Regions from separate parts of the Pan troglodytes genome. Here region 2 is linked to region 1. Evidence: chromatin contacts called from public HiChIP or PLAC-seq data. All regions are on one chromosome and are shown on one strand. The core of a region is the stretch at or near the end of the contact, and the rest is flanking DNA. Distances in the headings are between cores, read along the strand shown.

Region 1 (2,711 bases), core at 58-2,557:
CAGAATAGTTGGCATTACAGGCGCGCACCACCACGCCCGAAATTCATTTCTTTAATTTGGCGAAAAAGTAAGTGACTTCTAGAAGCCACTGGGTTTCTGGTTCCTCTATAAAGCAAATTCTTCCACTGAAGGACTTTTTCCTTCCATTGTTTGTTTTAAAAAGAACAAGAAAAGGAAGAGGTTGGAAGGAGCGAGGAGCTGAGTGTCCGAATGAAGCACTGGAGGTTTTTTTTTTTTTTTTTTTTTTTGCAAGCAATCAGTGATGCCCTGTAAGTCACTCTCCTCCGAGATTTGGGAGGTGCGTGAACTGCCATTCTACCATTCACCACTGGTTCTTTGATCCACCGATCACAGATGTGAGCTGCACAGACATCGCAGCAAATTCGATGCCTTCCCAGTTTCCCGGAGCCGGGGTGTAGAGGGTGGGAGAGAGGGGTCGCTTCTTTTCCTTAATCTCATCTCTCCACCAAGAAAAACGTCTGGAGTTTCGTGTCCTGAAGCCGCCCAGGCTGATGTTTAAAAGTTAAATAATAACCTCCAGGTTTTTACAGAAACTCCGCCTGGCTCCGAAGCCCCCGTTCTGCCCAGCAGGGGTGCAGAGGTCTGAGGCAGGACGGTTTTGAAAAATGTACTTTGACCCGATCCGGTTACTGTAACCGGATCCCCAGGGAGCAGTCCCTGTTGGGGACCGGCGGAACAGGCTCCCCCGTGGCGGAGACTCCATGCACGGGCACAAAGGGGGAGCAACGCAGCCCAGACAAAAGGGCCCAGCCAAGTCTCGGGGGGCGGAGAGGGCGAGCCTGCGCGGGCCCTGCCTCAGGCGGAGAAGTCCGGGTTGGACCGTTGTGGGAGGGCCAAGGAGGGAGGCGGCGGCCCCGCCCCGCCCTGGCCCGAAGCGACGGCGACCCGGGCCGTTACCTTCTGCCCGGACCGGGACCCTCTCGCAGAGCCAAGAAAAGGGCCGCAGCCTGAGAGGAGCCCGCAGCCTGATACTGAGCGCGTCCTGCTCACTTTCCCTTGCTCGCTGAACTTACCCAGATCGCCGCCGCCGCCTCCTCAGCCTCCACAGCAGCCTCTCCCGGAAATCCTACCTGGCCCGTTGGCCGCCAGGCAGCAGCCGGAGCCCTTGGCCCCCGGGGAGGGGGAAAAAGGGAGCGGGCTGGACAGTGTAGGGTAGGACGTGTCGCCGCGGAGGCTTACGGGACTTGTAGTCCCCAGCAGGGGCCGGTTGCACGGCAAGCTGAACAAAATGGCGGGAAGCGTGCGTCCTTTCTCTCCGGGCGGTCGTCCTCCTTACGACCTCTCTGGGCATGCGCTGGCCGCTGTGCGCACCTTGTGTGTAAAAGAACTTGGGCACCTTTCCTGGTACTATGGGAGGCAAAGGTCTTTGGGCTTGGGAGGACAGGGTTCAATACTGGGCTCCAGGCAGTACCCAAAAAGGGAACTGATACAAGAGTGTTGTTTGAGAAAACTGTATCCCTGACTGGCCAAATTTCAATCATAACCTCCCCAAAGGAAAAACTATTTATTGAGGACCAATTTGAAGTGCAAAAAACGTACAAGCAAGTTATCTACCCTCAGTGTTGTGCGTAAGAAACCCAGGAATCATTCTGGACACTTCCCTCAAGCCATTAAGTCCACTCATTCTACATCCCCAGTATTTTAATTCATTTCGATATCCTTCACTACTATCACCTAGTGAAAGCCACCATCACTTCTCTCCAAGTCTCAGTAGTTTCAGGCCCTAGGCTATCACCCTCCGAAAACCTTCCTTGCTGCTGCCAGAGGACCCTTCTAAATGCAAACCCATTGTATCACACAACCTAAATTAGACCTACATGTAAAACTTGAAGCTACGGCACATCTAGAGGACATTCCAGGAGAAAAATCGATGTGACTTTTCAAATACACTATCCATAAAATTAAAAAAATTGGCCAGGCGCGGTGGCGCATGCCTGTAATCCCAGCTACTCAGGAGGCTGAGGCAGGAGAATCGCTTGAACCCAGGAGGCGGAGGTTGCAGTGAGCCGAGATCTTGCCATTGCAGTCCAGCCTGGGCGACAGAGCAAGACTCCGTCACAAAACAAACAAACAAACAAACAAATTATCCGGGGCCTAGTGCCAAGCTCCTGTAGTCCCAGCTACGTGGGAGGCTGAGGTGAGATGATCACTTGAGCCTGGGGGGTTGAGATCGCACCAGTGCACTCCAGCCTGGGCAGCAGAGCAAGACCCTGTCTCAATAGAAAAAGAAAAAAGAAGAAAAAAAAATTGGCCGGGTGCAGTGGCTCACACCTCTCATCCCAGCACTTTGGGAGGCTAAGGCGGGAGGATCCCTTGAGCCCTGGAGTTTGAGACCAGCCTGCCAGCCTGGGCAACAGAGTGAGGCCCCATTTCTACAAAAACAATTTTAAAAATTAGCTGGGCATGATGGAACGTGCCTGTAGTCCCAGGTACTCAGGAGGCTGAAATAGGAGGATTATTTGAGCTGGGGAGGTCCAGGCTGCAATGAGCTGTGATGGTGCCGCTACACTCCAGCCTGGACGACAGAGGGAGACGTTGTCTCAAAAAAATATTTAAAATATATTTATTGGCCTGGCACGGTGGCTCACGCCTGTAATCCCAGCACTTTGTGAGGTTGAGGCTGGTAGATCACCTGAGGTCAGGAGTTCGAGACCAGCCTCTCCAAAATGGTGAAACCACATCTCTACTAA
Region 2 (2,711 bases), core at 82-2,581, 140 kb after region 1:
ACTCTGTGCTCTACAAGGACACGGTGGCTCAGGGTTTAATTTCAACCCTTCACCCCAAAGAGATCTCAAAGCATAACCCGTAATGTCTAAGCAAGGAATAGGAGTCCCAATTCCATGGGAGTCTAGCTGGTCATCCTCTTCTACTCCTCAACTAGTGAAAGAATACCCCATCTTAAATTGAGGTGTAGCCATCTTAAGAAGACCAAAGAGCTTATTGCTTTCAGATTCCTCTTTAAAATAGAAAACTCCAGAGAGATGTGACACAAGTCCCTAATACCTTATGAGGGGAACAACCCAGGGAACTTGACTCCCCTTTAGGGAAAAGAAAAGGAACAAAATGAGGAAGACAGACAAAGGGGTGTAGCTAAAAGGCAAATATCCATTTCCTATTCCAATCTGTCTAGAGCTTTCTTTGCCTATAGAAATGAATGGCCCACTGTAAGGCCAATAAAGGGTCTCTTGCATGCGCAGTACTTGGCAGTTCAATTTAGGTTCCAAGAAGGGACTGGATTACAATGTTGGTTTGGTCACATTTAGGCCTCAGTTTTCCTTAACTACAAAATGTAGGGGCTCAATTAGATAGTCTCTAACGGCTGTACCTTGGCTCTCTATACGGTATGGCAGGTGTCATGGTGATAATTCTCAACAGAAGGCAGAAGTGAAAGGCCAAAGGACAAGCAAAAGCAAGATTAATTCCTCACTGCTCTCCAGAGTGGACAGAAGTCAGTTAAAGATAACTCAGGGCTGGCAAAGGGAGGCCCAGCCCACTCCATACTCCTAAGCAGGAGAGGGAAATCTACAGGTCTAGGCTGGGCTGAGTAGGGCAAAAGCCTTTAGAAGATGGTGTCCAACCATAAGTAGCTCCCATGACCAGCTCCCATCATCCTCACCCTTGCGGAGTCAGGGGTCTAGAAACACCTGAGAAGCCTGAATGCATGCAGGCTTGCAAAGCTAAGGCGTGCTGGCGAGGAAGGAGAGCGTAGAGGGGGTGACAGGTGGGTAAGGGCCGAGGGAGTCAGGCTGGGAGGCAAACGTTGGACGGTCGGATCTAGACACTGTGCGAAGAATCTGGGGGTGTTTCGCACGACCTGAGGAGAACTCCACGCGGGAGATGGTAATGATGAAGGAGGAGTTGAGCCGTGGGTTGTTTTGGAGACCCGCCGGTGGAAATGGTTTGGGGGCCTGAAACTGTTGTGCAGGGAACTGGGAGTGCCCTATACGTGGCAACGGTCGGGACATCAAGGGTTAGGGTATACTGGATTGGGGCCCGGGAGTTCTGTTGGGGGATGGGGCGCCCAAGGCACCAGGTAGGAACGGGTGGGGCGATTGGCAGTTTAAGGATTGGAAGGCCCTTGGGAGATCTAGGGCTGGACTTGGGACCCGGTGAGCCTCACCGGAAATATCGTTCCTCTTCAGCCTGCTCTCTCTTTCCGAAGGCCCCACCGGCTTCCCGGATGGAGCCCGCGCCCCGGTCGACATTCTCGGACTGCAGAGAGACAGGGACACTGGTAAAGGTACGGAAGCAAAGATGGGATCCGCCCGCGGGGCTGGAGCAGCGGACACTGCCGCAGCGTACCTGATCCGAGCCGAAGCCTCGGGCTTGCATGGTCCTCACGCCCCACACGCCAAGCCACGTCCGCGCCGCCAACGCCGTCACTGCCATTGCTGCTGGAGCTGCACCTCTGGCGTCTCTGCCGCAGCAAGCAGTCTCTCGTTACGCGCTAATGGCAGGGACGGCCAAGCACTCAATCTGGTCGACGCAGGGGCGGATGAACACAGGAATAGCGAATCACGGGAGAGCGGAGGCGGGCTTCCCGGAGCTCACAGCGAATCCCGAGCAAGAGACGGGTTTATTCTTAGCCAACCGCTAGCAAGGGCTTAGGGCCAAAGGACTGGAAAGAGGAATGATGGAGGAGTTTGGAGAGCTGAGTGAGGAGAGTGACGGAAGCCGAAATTTCGGCTCTTGGACCCATCAGAATGAGGCGTGGCGTCCACCTCCAGCCCACGATTTCAATTCTAAAGTCGTTATTATTCAAAGCTCAAAGGAAGTTTTCCCTTCCCTGGCCTGCTAGCATCAATAAAATGGGGGAATTCGGGGTTTGGGAGCTGTGTCCAGGATGCTGATGTCCAGGATACCGACGTCCAATGTGCCCTGGCTTAGATATACATAAATCGCGCTCATTTGTTATGAGAAGTGGCAGTGTTCTGGCTGGGCGCGGTGGCTCACGCCTGTAATCCCAACACTTTGGGAGGCCGAAGTGGGTGGATCACCTGAGGTCCGGAGTTCGAGACCAGCCTGGCCAACATGGAGAAACCCCGTCTCTACTAAAAATACAAAAATCAGCCGGGTGTGGTGGCACGCGACTGTAATCGCAGCTACTCAGGAGGCCGAGACAGGAGAATTGGCTTGAACCCGGGAGGCGGAGGTTGCAGTGAGCCGAGATTGCGCAACTGCACTCCAGCCTGGTGACAAAGCGAGACTCCGTCTCAAAACAAACAAAAAAAAGAAAACCCAAATTATAACTTGACCACCTCAGGCACAGTTTCCTAGGACCTCTTGAGGCTGTGTTTCCCCAAGCTATGGTCACTCATCTTGGCTCAGAATAAACCTTTTAAAAATATTTTAGTTTGTTTTTTTCGTTAGCAACATATTGTTGAATGGGCTTAATAACTGCACTTTTGGCAATGTGGTGCAATGCAGTAGAAAAGAG

Evidence for each region. HiChIP or PLAC-seq counts read pairs in DNA pulled down with a chosen protein or histone mark.
Region 2: an H3K4me3 HiChIP or PLAC-seq map of stem cell-derived excitatory neurons shows a contact between it and region 1, with 3 times the contacts expected there. The contact joins the promoter of DNAJC8 here to the promoter of PHACTR4 in region 1. A contact is called at or near these places in 1 of 1 datasets of contacts at active chromatin or transcription factors (stem cell-derived excitatory neurons) and 1 of 1 other capture datasets (stem cell-derived neural stem cells).

The regions. Positions count from the first base shown.
Region 1 is chr1:202,616,290-202,619,000 of NHGRI_mPanTro3-v2.0_pri, forward strand. It overlaps PHACTR4 (phosphatase and actin regulator 4), which reads right to left and starts at 1,308. Exons shown (of 14, transcript XM_513255.9): 1 at 1,035-1,308.
Region 2 is chr1:202,756,673-202,759,383 of NHGRI_mPanTro3-v2.0_pri, forward strand. It overlaps DNAJC8 (DnaJ heat shock protein family (Hsp40) member C8), which reads left to right and starts at 1,332. Exons shown (of 11, transcript NM_001279783.1): 1 at 1,332-1,514. ATP5IF1 (ATP synthase inhibitory factor subunit 1) reads right to left here and starts at 1,814. Exons shown (of 3, transcript XM_003338984.7): 1 at 1,577-1,814; 2 at 1,395-1,486; 3 at 1-10. The coding sequence starts at 1,663.